Linked DNA regions of Zea mays: region 1 is linked to region 2. Evidence: chromatin contacts called from public Hi-C data. All regions are on one chromosome and are shown on one strand. Each heading gives the region's core, a stretch centred on a gene start, on an enhancer-like site or on the middle of the called end of the contact. The rest is flanking DNA. Distances are from core to core; before and after follow the strand shown.

Region 1 (6,714 bases), core at 1,765-4,264, 240 kb before region 2:
CTATCTGGATTTGGCCTACACCAAGTAATATGAATTACAGCGATACTTCACTCCTATGTTAGGTATCGCAGTCTTGTACTATAACTATAACTATAATGTGTTTGATACAAACACCATATCAACAGGCAGTGCAGATTAGTTTAATTCAGGAAGACAAGAACACGTTCCATCGTGGGTTCATGACTCCACTATGCTTATACACGAGAAATTTGGTTTTGCAGCTACCAGTGAAAAGATTACTGAGTGAAATGACAATATCTTGAGCTAATATTTAAGGGAATGGGATTCAATCTCATTAAACCCACAAAGCTGACTTATACTAAACCTTGAGTGTGACAGGTTTTCTGGTGTAAGCATGAGATCTAGCACCTCAACTGCCAGTGACATTACCAACCTACAAGAGTATGGATCAGGTTATCAAGCATCCTACAACTAATCCACAAGGACCATGGATCTATACACAGTTCTGGATGTTTCATAGTTCAGAATAGATAACACATTACATGAAACTGAAACATGTTCTGTACCAATATATTATTATACTGCAGTTGTCCAAAAAGAAAAGGTCTCATTTCCAAGAAATATCCAAGGAAAGAAAATTTGTGTAGCAAAGAATAAATAATGTATGCAGAAGATTTTGAATTCATCTAACTATGATCTGAATCTGATGACTATCCGGGACCACTGTGTGAGGCAAGCAATCAAGAAACATTTATTATTGCTACATGCATATACACTCCCTGCTCAATAGGGGATGATCATATGGCTACAGAAGTCATTTAGGACATTGACATGGTATCCATTATAGCACTGTGATTTGTAAAATCCATGAAATCATATTGTCTCAAACAAAAAGAACAATACATTGTGAAAATGTATGTTTAGTGATGAATAAAGTAATATCAATTCTGTGTTCTTAATCTACATAATTTGTCATGTATTTGTGGCCAAACAAAAAAGCTCAATCAAACCAGTGCACATCCTAAAATGACTTATATTTACACCTGGAACTTGTAATAAACTAAATTGCATGAGTACACTAAAATTACCTGAAGTAAGATCCGCACAAGCTCAGTGCTGCCATAGCGTGCAGCTTCAAGAAAGCATTGGTTCACATTGTCTGCGCCACCCTCTACCAACAACTCTAAAAGGCCTTGTACTGCAGCTGCTGATATTCCTGATGCCCATCCTTGGTCGAAGGTGGTTGAAAAGAGTGTAAGAGGGAAGCATGCAGCATCAAAAGCCTCCGTAAAATCCTTCCCGGTAAGCTCATTATCAGCAAGATCAAGAAATATCTTGAAAGCAGACAACTGAAGCTGAACCTCAATTACAGTGTCGTGGTTTCCTTTGCCCCTGTTCTCTCGAACACGTGAATGCAGCCCGATACACTTTAGAGCCCATTCTGTAAACCTGTGCACCTTTGCACTTGCTTCTGCTTTCAATACCTCATCACCTTGGGATTCTTGAAGTCGTTCATGCAATCTGAAACATACAGAACAATCATTCACAATTTGCCCAAATATGATATTCAAGTGGACTTATTGGATTCGATAAGACTCATGGAATTATAAAGCATGCAATACTTGTAAGTTATGAGCATGTAACCATTGGAGCTGTTTCCGACAAACTTACTTCTGGCCCATGAAGCTCACTGCATCAGCAAGGCTAGTCGACCGCCCCCTACATGCTGATACACACGATGCGAGGAATGATGTCCGGAGCGCAGCACGGGTAAAATCTTTTGCGCCCTCAGACACAACCCTTTTGATCAACCCCACAATAGCAAGCAGCTCATCCCTATCACTCAAGAACCAAATCGCATCCACTGCCACACACAGCACATCGTTGAGCCCTTGTGCGTCAGCCATTCCTACCAGCCCCTCGGCGCTCTCCCAATCATGGGAGCTCACTGCAAGCTGGAACGACCGGCAAAGCTCAACCCGGTCCTGCCTTGAGAGCTTCCTCTCCTGCTGCGTCCCACTCTTCTCCCCACCAAGGTCCAAGTCCAGCTCCTCACCGAAGTCTGAGCTCACCGATGTTGGCTTCTTGACCGCACAGCCCTTGGAATTCTTGGAATCCATGGGCTGCAAGGGGCTCTCTCTGGAGCTGCCATTGTTGCCATCAACAATCATGTCACCGCTCTCAGGAGCGTCTGGCTCATCCATGTCCACCTCCGACGATGCCAGCGGCTCCTCCCGCCTCGGATTCTTGCTCTGAACCTCCTTCCCCTTGGATCCAATCTTCTCGCAATAAAGGAGCCACCCATTAGGTTTCGAAATGATGTTTTTTTGGGGACTGAAAAAAAAAAGATAAGCCCGCACAAATCTCTACATATGAATCGATTCGCTACTCACCTGCAAATTCTTCTTTCTGTCCACTTCCATCCCTATCCCCGATCCAAACCTGAGAAAATCTCCCCAAAACGTCACATGAATGGATCGAAGAACCGGAGCCAATAAATGAGCACGAAACAGATCGAACCCACCTAAGGGAAGGGAACAGGGAAGGAGGATTCAGCACCGCACGGCGGAACCCGAGAGGACGGCAAATCTGTCCTTGCGCAAATCAAGAACCGGGCAAGGAAACCCCAGTAACAGTCACCACCTGCAAGAACAGATCGAAATCCAACGAATTAGGAGCGGCAGGAATCGGCCGCCCGCGCGCCCGATGGCCGACGGGCAACCAAAAGGGAAGAACTAAAATCGAAAACAAGGCGCGCGGATTCGTAACCATACCAGAACCCGATACAACAACTCAACAAGGACTTTTTTTTTCTCTTCTGCCAATGAGTTAGAGGACAAGCATAGGTGAGGAAGAGGAGCGGTAATGATATGTGTGTGATAGGACGAATCGATGAGCTGATATCGAAAGGAGGGGGGAGGAGCCACTGCCTGCCTCGCTCGCGCCCGTGCGGCTCCGGAGCTGCCCTCTCTCTTCCTCGAGGAGGGTGAGGAAGAAGAAATACGCTCTCCCTCTCCCTGTTGCGCTCGCGCACACACCACCACCACTCTCGCTCGCTCGCTCGCTCTCTCTCTCTCTCTCTCCGACTTTTCTTTCAGCTTTTTTTAGGGGCGTTGGATTCGGTCAGTCGCGGTTTTAACTTTTTAAAACCCACCAGAAAATGGAGTACTTTTCTAGATAGTTGAAAGCTCGTTTAATTACAGATGTCAAAAGAATAGGGTAATTCTTTGTGTCAGCTCTGGTTTGCGGCTAAACACTAGATGTTGGATACTTAATTTCAATCCCATTATATCATTAAAAATTAAGGTAACACAAATTAAGAAAGTAGATCTCCGTCCTTGACTTAATGCTTCGATCGACGGTCAGCTTCGTCCAACCTGTATTACACACATGAAATGTCGAAGGGTGACTTCGTCCGGCTTTCATTATATATATAGAGCACATTTAATTATGCAATGTAAGTGTTATAAGGACCTTCGGCAATGTAGGCCCCAACACTGGAGATGAACCATCTGGTAGTGCTCTCTGTGAAAGTGCAGACGATTTGTGACCTCACTGCAGAAACGGCTCCTCTCTACATCACACTGGAGGTATAGACCCATTCCTAGGCGGTTTCAACAAACTCCCACAATATTAGTTGAATAAGCACGCATGGAAAAGGAATTATGCACAAGATAATCTAACCACGAATAGTCTGAGCTACACCCACGAACCGTCCAGCCATTCCTAGGTGCCCACATATGGTGCTCAACACATGCCCCTACCATTTGGATAAGTTAAGCGAACCAAAAGCACCCGGTACATGTTGTTTATCAAATCGACGTGAGAACATCGGTTCTTTAAGCATCTTGCCATAAACTAGGATGATATTACTTTAAGAAATGACCATTCAATGACTTAGGTAGCTCATCATCTTACAAAGTTTGCAACATATATGCATTAATGGATATCACTTGTGAAATTCTGTAAGGCCCTTTCTAGCTTGAGGACCATTTGCTAAATTTTTTGTCCCTGCTCCTTAATGGCAAAATTGTCTTCCAAACTAGATCTTCGATCTAAATGATTTAGCATTTACCTTCTTATTATAAGATTTGGCAACTATAATCTTGTATTTCTCCTAGCTATCATTCTTTTGTTGGTCACCTCATGAATATTATCCATCATCAAATCATGATAGTCACCGACAGTTAAATCGTTTTGTCTGGCAAACCTGATAGCATTTAGGCTTATCTCCACAAGCAAAAAAGCTCCATGCTCATACACAATCTCAAAAAAAAAGAAACCTTAGTAATGTGGTGCTTAGATATTCTATGAGCCCATAAAGCCTTAGACAATTTATGTGAATGCCTAGGATGATCGGATATCTTCTTTTTGATAAGGGTAATCAATGTCCTATTGCTATACTCGGTCTAACCATTGGCCTGAGCATAATATGGAGATGAATTGAGCAATTTGATCTTATATAATTCAGCAAATTCACGTACCCCTTTTGACATGAAAGAAGTCTCCTGATCTATAGTTAAAGTCTGGGGAATGTCGAATCTATTAATAATATGCATGGTCACAAACTCAATTACCTCCTTATGTGTTATGTATTTTAGAGCAACGGCTTTGGTCCACTTGGTGAAGTAATCTATAGCAACTAGCACAAATCGACGCCCCTTCGATGACGAAGGATGAATTTACCTACAAAGTCCAAATCCCATCCCCTAAAGAGCCAAGGTTTGATAATAGGATGTAGTTCGGCGGTAGGCACTAATTGCATATCACTGAACTTCTGGCATACTTGACAACCTTTGTAGTACTTAAAACAATCGACTATCATGTCAGGCCAATAGAAACTGGATCTCCTCAAAAGCCACTTTATCTTTGGAGTCAGTTGATGAGTACCACAAATTCCTTTACGCGCTTCGTCCATCGCCAATGTAGCGTCATTAGGGCCAAGCACTTAAGCAAGACATCCCTAGAAATTTGACGATAAAGTTCATCATCAGTTAGAACATACATAAAAACCATCCTCCGAACATTTCTATTTGCCCTAATACTTGGAATACATAGGTATGCAATCATGGGTGTTCTCCAATCAACTGCATCAGTCAAATTATTAGCTGAGTTAACTAAAGCTATGTCTCTGTTGGAGTCAGACGGTCCAGTGTCATTGATCGAATGGTATGCTACCACGTCGATTCGGCGCCCCACCTAGACGGTCCTTGATCGAATAGCTCTAATTCGGTCAGGGTCTACTTTTATGCCATGCTCATAAATGATAAATATAGGCACTTGCCAGTCGATACCCTAAAGGCACATTTGTGTGGGTTCATTTTTAGACCATATCGATGTATTTTTCTCAAAGGCATTGCGCAAATCGACTAAATGGGAATCAAATACATCCGATTTGACCACTATATAATCAATATAGACCTCCATAATATTTCCTAATAACTCATGGAAGATCAAATTCATAACCCTTTTGATAAGTGGCGCCAACATTATTTAAACCAAATGTCATGACTAACCACTCAAACGTACCAATAAAGCCTGGAAAGATAAAGACCATTTTAGATGCATCTTCTTTTGACATAAAGACTTGATTGTATCTAGCATTTCCATATAGAAAGCTAATGACTCTATTTCCTAGTGCATTATTAATCAATATGTCTGCTACAGGCATAGGATATTCATCTTTAGGGGTGACTCTATTTAGATTACGAAAATCAATACATATCCTGATCTTACCGGAGTCTTTCTTTTCCACTGCATAATATTAGAGACCCATTCTACATACTTGCAAGGTCTAATAAAGTTAGCAAGAGCCAGTTGATTTTATCCTTGATCCTAAGGAGCAAGTCTGGATGAAATAATCTTGTTTTTGTTTAAATGGCCTAAAACTAGGTTAATAAGTAGCCGATGTTTAGCTAGCTCTCGACTTAAGCCTAGCATCTCAGTATAGCTCCAAGCAAAGCAATCAAAGTATTCTTTTATTAACACGATCATTTTATTCCTAGAATCAGATTTCATGTTTGTGTTTACAAAAGTTGGCCTTAGAGAGTTACCATATCCTATGTCAACCTCTCCCAAAGGATCGCTCGATGTAAACCCCTATCCTAACTTATCTAAATCCCTAAACTCCTCTACTAGACATGCATCAGAGGAGAATTCGATCCTCTATGAGGGTACGCACCGTCCAACCATAGGGGTCGGGCCATCCAGGAGAGGGGTTGCAAACTGCAAACCTCTCTATGGGACTTCAGACCATCTAGCTTGTAGGCCCGAACTGTCTACAGGGGTGCCTTCATTCTAGGGTCCTCTTTATGGGACCCCAAACCATCCGGCCTCAGGTCTCGGACCGTCTGCGATGCCAGCAGTAACCTGATATGTCCTTTCGTGTGTATGCATTATTCTTCAATTATGATTTAATCTATTCTCCATCGGCTCTAGCATCACAAGTGTGAAGTCTTCCCTGCACACACTTATAATTGATAATCTAAAAATTCAACCCATGTAAAACATTTTGTAGTGTCATAAGTCCAAGTACAGGGGCATCAACCATAGCAATGCAAGTTGATGAGTTTTCATATATCATTTCTTTATCATCACCTACCCATTGTACTAATGATTGGTGCAAAGTAGAAGGTACACAGTAATTAGCATGTATCCAATCTCTTCCTAAGATTATGTTATAATTACCCTCTACTTCAGCAACAAAGAATGCAACGACAAGGGTCTTTGTCTCAATGGTCAATTCAATGGATG
Region 2 (6,758 bases), core at 864-3,363:
ACTGCCGGCCAGCGGATCTCCGGTGGCGCGCAGGCCGGCAGACGGCAGTTGAGCCGAGCGTCACTGCATCATCGTCCTCGCTCCAACCACTGTTCCTGTTCTCGTACAGATCAAATCCGGCCACGCTAATAGCCTCCTGCCGAGATCGTACGTACGTGTTCTCGCATGCAAGGAGGAGGTGAAACTGCACCCACGTAACACGAGCAATCTTTTGCGACTGGGATTGTGGTCCAGATCGGTCCTGCTCGCGTGCGAGTCCTCCGTCGGCACGGTTTGTTGTACTCGACATCTGCACTGCACGGCCACGGCCGGTGGTTCTTGGCAGGCTAAGCGGAAAAGGAAAGGGCGTCGAGGACGGAGGACGGAGGGAAGGAAGGAGCCGCGATCCGTGGTCGACGTCGACGGTCGTCCATCCGGCCACGGGCGTTGGCCGTTGGCGCCCACCGCTCGCCAACCGGTGACGTGGAACGAGCTGTCTGTAGACTGTAGCGTCCGGCCGGGCCAGGGGCCACGCAGATGCTACCGACGCGGGGCTGACACGGCAGCGGACCGCGTCGCCGTGGTTCATTCGTCTGATGCTTTCCTCAAACCTCCCGCCAGCCAACTTTGGGTCATAGTGTTAAAGTTCTCTAAACTCTAGGCGTGTTTGGGAGGAAAGATACATCAGGAGATTCAAGATTGGAGTGCTAAAATCTTCTTTCTATTCTAAAATAAATATGAAGACATTTGTCGTTGTCTGGTTCACGTATTTATAACATGATAGCTCTGTACCCCGCGAGGAAGAAAGACCAGCAGAGAAATCTCTGTACCATCGATGCAAGGAAAAATGAAGTACAGTCGGTGGAGTATTTTTTTGAAGAGATTAAATATTTTTTTAACCAAAACAAACAAATCTCTGTACCGTGAAGAGTCACAATTTGTGTTCCGTGGCATCGCACGGACACGTTCCTACTAAATTATAGTAACACACAGCAACTGACTGACTATACGGGTAAGTGTTTGGAATGGCCAGGTGGCCCAGGCCGCCGGGGAGCCCGGGCAGCAGCGTGCGCGTGAGAGCAGCAGGGCCAAGCCCAGCCACGCAGGGAGATCCGTTTCGGCCAGGACAGCCTGTTAGCATCATGGGCTTTTCGACTTCAGCAAAGTTTCACAAAAAAAAGGTCCAATCTTCTTCGAATTTAGATGTTGATATTTTTTCTTCTTCTAGGTTAGGATTACTTGATGGATACTTTATTTATGATAGAGAGGGAGTAGTCTTCATGCTCAACCGTCGAACGTAAAAGCATGATGGATTTTCATATCGTCAAACTGCAAAGATAAGATGATAGTTCTGACGTCCCTGATCGCACTATAGTATGGCACATGACTAGTATTAGTTTTGTTTGGGCTCACTCGTTTCCATTCCAGATGGAGCAACATCCTCAGCTGCACGCTCCAGGACAACGACAAAGATGTGTAGCGGCGTCCAAACGCAGCCGGCGATGGCCGTCGTCTTCCACACGGACTGATTTTCCAATACCAAGACGGCGTGCCGCTCTATCGTATTATTTTCAACATATATAAGAACGCCTTAAAAAAATAGAGAGAGCGCATGTTTGCCGGCCTAGACGACAGACACCCTGTTAGACCTGTAAATCTGAATCTTGGCTTCCGAGTAAGAATCTTTAATTTGCTCATATATATATGTTCCTATACCCTCGACAGCTATGTTCCTCATGCATGCGCGAAGGCTTTTTACACACGGTGGAATCTGCAAGGTTTCGACACTTGGAAATAACAGAGGACACGAAGGCACTCCAATAAGAAACGAAACATGGGTAGTGACGAACTCCCGTGTGGAAAACATTTTTTACCTCACCTACTACAGGACGGCAACCCTACGCTAATGCCAGACTAATCTAGCTAGCAGCTGAACTAGTTATATCAAAAAAAAAAAAAACAGCACCTTGTGGACTTACAAGAGACATCTAGCTACAATTATTGTAGCTAGCTAGATAGCCGTATGTATATATATACGAATGTGACACACTTGGAACATACATAACATGGCTCATTTTGTAGTCATCAGTAGCTAGAGTCTAAGAAAATTAAGCTAGACGGTGGTCGGTGGATATGGAGAAGGAGGGGCAGGAGATAGCAGCATCGGACGGGGGAAAAGGTCCAGCCGAGCAGCACGCCATTGACGTTGGCCATGTCGTCCAGCACGGTGATGGCAAGGGCGAGGACGACATCGAGAAGGAGAGAGTGGCTGTGGTTGAGGACGTGCAGACGAAGAAGAAGAGCAGCAGGAGAGTGGCGGCCCTCGATGCCTTCAGAGGGCTAACCATTGTGGTACGTACACACATATATATACACAGTACACAAATCTACTTTTCTTTTGTTTTTATTTATTCCGAAAAAAGTTCGATTTTGTTTCCTGGCATATATATGCACTATTAGTTTCTAGCTGACAAACTCCTTCCTCCTCCACGACCTTAGAAACGGTTTAAGGAAGTGAAGTTCTTCTGTGAGCATAAGCTGGGGGATCGGACTTTGGGAGCATATATATATATATATATATATATATATATATATATATATATATATATATATATATATATATATATATATATATATATATATATATATATATATATATATATATATATATGAACCGTTGAATTTTATTTAATTTCCTTGCATGCTTTGCAGCTTATGATACTAGTGGACGATGCTGGTGGGGCTTACGAGCGGATGGACCACTCGCCATGGAACGGCTGCACCCTGGCGGACTTCGTCATGCCCTTCTTCCTCTTCATAGTTGGCGTTGCCATCGCCTTCGCGTTGAAGGTGATAATAACACACTCTTCAATCGATCCATACTTCCATAAATGTAGAGGTTTGTAGCACAGCAATCGATCATTGGTCACAGATATGATGTAGTACATTGCCAGAGGAAAGTAGCAGGCGTGAATACCCCTTGCTGTTTCGCAAGTGCAATGTTTCCTACTAGCAGAGAGCTGATCACCACATGCTCACATGGACATATATGGTTGCAGAGAGTTCCCAACATCGGCGCCGCCGTGAAGAAGATTACCACCAGGACACTAAAAATGCTCTTCTGGGGTGTGCTTCTCCAAGGTAAGTTTGTTTTTTTTTTCCGTTGCTATGGTTCTGTCAGTGCTTCTGTTCACTGATCATCTAGCTGAAATGACCTTTGTCACTACCGTATTTGATGGTATATATCTTGGTATGTACGGCGAAGGTGGGTATTCTCATGCTCCGGATGACCTCGCTTATGGCGTGGACATGAAGAAGATCAGATGGTGTGGCATCCTACAGGTCCGGTTCCATCACCAGCTACTAATTCTCTCTTCTGCTACCTGCTTCACATAGATCATGGCAATAACTTGGATTTCTTGTCTGTTCTTCACTGGAAATTGGAATCATCATCAGAGAATTGCTTTGGTATACTTCTTTGTTGCTCTGATAGAGGCGCTCACCGTCAAGGTACGGCCTACCACGGTGCGGTCCGGTCCATACGCCATTTTCGATGCGTATCGGTGGCAATGGTACGCAGCTCTCATTCTTCCTGACACAGATGAATAACACTGCAACTGCACATAAATACCATTCCGTTTCATTTTTGTCGATTCTGAAACTGAATAGCAGGCATGACTGACTAACGCTTTCTGGAAAGGACAGGCTAGGTGGCCTTGTTGCATTTGTGGTATACATGGTCACAACATTCTCACTCTATGTCCCGGACTGGAGCTTTGTCTACCACAACGAAGGCGACGTCAACGACGGGAAACAGTTCACGGTGCTCGCGACTTTCCTGGGCGCCATACCAATCACCACTGGAATGTGTCGTATTTCATTCAGTTTCTGCCTGTTTTCGTGCAGGTGAAATGCGGCGTGAGGGCCAGCCTGGAGCAAGCCTGCAACGCGGTTGGCTATGTTGACAGGCAGGTCTGGGGGATCAATCATCTCTACACACAGCCAGTTTGGATCCGATCTAAGGTAGTACAGTGTCATTCCCACTGCTCGCCATTGTCACTGATCCTTATCTTTCCTCAGCCACACTGAGTATTCTGTTCTACTGGACGTCTGAAATTACTCTGATCAGGATTGCACATCGAGCTCACCTAACATGGGTCCCCTGCGATCTGATGCGCCGGCGTGGTGCCTCGCGCCTTTTGAGCCGGAAGGCTTGTTAAGGTCATTCAACTTTGTACATCAACAGAAGCTGAACATCTGCAGCCAGAGACCGTTCGAGTGTCTGACAGCCGTTTACCCTTTTTTTCAGCTCAATATCGTCCGTGCTATCGGGGACAATCGGGATACATTACGGGCATGTTCTGATCCATTTCAAGGTCATTCTTGAAAGCTTCCTTTCGACTGTGGTGGTTTCTACTTTCTAGTAAGGAATGCAGATGTCCGATGTGGTCAAGGAAGTTTCTTGTTAATTGCAGACCCACAAGGAGAGGCTGAAGCACTGGCTTCTGACGGGCTTCTCGCTCCTTGTACTCGGCATCATCCTACACTTCACGAATGGTACTGGTACCCATGCATGCATGTCTACTGTGAGACACGGGGCTGCGGTTTGCAGTTCTTGGACAGAGATTTTACCTGCGTCTCTCTGCTGCTGTGCTGCAGCCATCCCGATCAACAAGCAGCTCTACAGCTTCAGCTATGTCTGCTTCACAGGCGGCGCGGCAGGAATTGTTCTCTCGGCTTTCTATATACTGGTACGGCTTGTCTCTACATTTTAGACACGAAACCTCTTCGATGCCATCTCGCAGAAAAACAAGAAATAAAAAAACAAAAGCTTTACAATTGTTCTTGAATGGACAGATTGATGTCTGGGGACTGAGGACGCCATTCCTCTTCCTGGAGTGGATAGGCATGAACGCCATGCTTGTGTTTGTCCTAGGCGCGCAGGGAATATTGGCCGCATTTGTCAATGGATGGTACTACGGGTCGCCAGATAACACTCTTGTAAGTAACGTACGGCTGGAGGTTATTAATTTTTGGCGTAATATAAGAACATGGTTTTGTAGCCGGTTTTGTTCTTTCTGTTTCTGCAGGTCAATTGGATCGTGAAGCATGTGTTCGTCAATGTCTGGCACTCCCAGCGGCTTGGAACCCTGCTGTATGTCATGTTCTGTGAGATTGTGTTCTGGGGTGTTGCGGCAGGCGTCTTGCACAAATTAGGGATTTACTGGAAACTATGATTTGTTTTGAGTGACGCATTATTTGTACAACGAGAAAGAGGAGAGATCTGTGTATTGTTAGTTACTACGGTAGCCAATGTGCTTCTTTATCTCCGTGTAACATTACTTTGTAAGATTGGTGTGATATTAACACAAGCATTCAAGCCTTTTTCACGGTGTCTATTAGATTGTATGCGTGTGTGTGCTGTTATTGTAATGGACATATGCCCATCTAACACCCCATTAATACATTCTCAACCCTCATTATAGTTAGAGTTTTATTTTCCCATATCTACCTAGGGTTTCTTCTCTCTCCCCCCTCTCTAGCTGCCACCTCCCTTCTCCCCTTCTCCTGCCGTCGCCAGCCCCCTCCCCCACCTCCGGCGGCTGCCCTGCCCTCCCCCACCCCTCCATGGTCGACGAGAGCGGCTGGGCCGCCACCGCGACCTTTTACGGCGCGGCGGCACCACCACAACCGTCATCTGCCGTGATTGCCTCCTCCAACATCGCGTGCCTCGCCTCCCTTGTCGGCACCGGCGTGGCTACGACCACACTGGAGCCCAACACCGTGTCAGCGCTGTTCCCCCTTCCTCCCAAGCGCACGTGGTAGCCCATCTCCCTCTACAGGTGCCAACACCCTGCTCCCCGTCGTTGACGCTTCGAACCACGCGGTCACCGCCTACTCTGTCCTGCAGACTGACGTCTAAACCTAGGGGACACCCTCCCTAATGGCAGTCGTTTCAGTATGTTAAGGATACAGATGTATCCACAATTCATTTAGAGTTACTTAATAGCCTATTTCTTATACTATATCTCTATCCCTTCTTCAATTAACTCAAGGTTCTTTCTTTATCTTTAAAGAATTCTGTCTTCCTTAAAATATCATAAACTGTTCTTGTAGGTTGAGCACCCTTTTCAAGGAAATAGAGAATAGCTGGAACATTTAAACAAGTTTGATTCTTTATCGGATCATAAAAACCTACTTTTCGAAGATCTCTTCCTTCTCTGCCCTTGGGAGGGGAACAACAACCGGAAACAGTTGCTAATACCCCGTAGGCTGAGGAGCAAAAGGAGAAATCTGCCCAAGGAGGGGCTCACGTCTGATTAGCTAGTTGGCTAAAGAGAAATGATCACTATGGGCCAGACTCAATAGAATTGGATCCATTCCAAATAGCGAGAATTAGGATTCTTGATCCCTCTCAGTCTCTCCTTCAATCCGAGGATCCAGAGAGGTGTTTTCATAGTCATCTCCCCTGAGACTGTCCCTTGGCCCGCGGTTCTGACACAAGGTTAGAATCCGAGCTCTTCCAGAATGGTATCTCACTGATGGCTCGGACCCTGGCGCAGCTGGGCCATCCTGGACTTGAACCAGAGACCTCGCCCATGAAGTAAATCATCGCCCCTATGATCCAACCAATTGGGAGAGAATCAATAGACTCCTTTTCGGGAGCGATTCGTCCTTCCCGAACGCAGCATACAACTCCCCGTTGTACTGCGCTCTTCAAGTGTGCTTCTTCCCCCTTCTCCCCCTTACCACGACAAGTCCTTGGGAAATAACTCCAA

The links. A called contact is a pair of places that touch in the nucleus more often than the background predicts.
Region 1: a contact with region 2 is called in a Hi-C map of tassel, with 2.6 times the contacts expected there. The contact joins the promoter of LOC100383189 here to the promoter of LOC103655106 in region 2. A contact is called at or near these places in 5 of 25 Hi-C or Micro-C datasets (bundle sheath, ear, leaf and 2 more).

Annotation. Positions count from the first base shown.
Region 1 is chr4:12,975,118-12,981,831 of Zm-B73-REFERENCE-NAM-5.0, reverse strand. LOC100383189 reads right to left here and starts at 3,014. Exons shown (of 6, transcript NM_001175852.1): 1 at 2,736-3,014; 2 at 2,486-2,604; 3 at 2,355-2,403; 4 at 1,633-2,240; 5 at 1,050-1,482. The coding sequence starts at 2,384.
Region 2 is chr4:12,730,901-12,737,658 of Zm-B73-REFERENCE-NAM-5.0, reverse strand. LOC103655106 (heparan-alpha-glucosaminide N-acetyltransferase) reads left to right here and starts at 2,113. Exons shown (of 13, transcript XM_008681913.3): 1 at 2,113-2,331; 2 at 2,692-2,829; 3 at 3,039-3,120; 4 at 3,245-3,321; 5 at 3,436-3,551; 6 at 3,685-3,802; 7 at 3,886-4,002; 8 at 4,109-4,200; 9 at 4,289-4,355; 10 at 4,455-4,536; 11 at 4,639-4,730; 12 at 4,837-4,980; 13 at 5,070-5,388. The coding sequence starts at 2,113. The coding sequence ends at 5,216.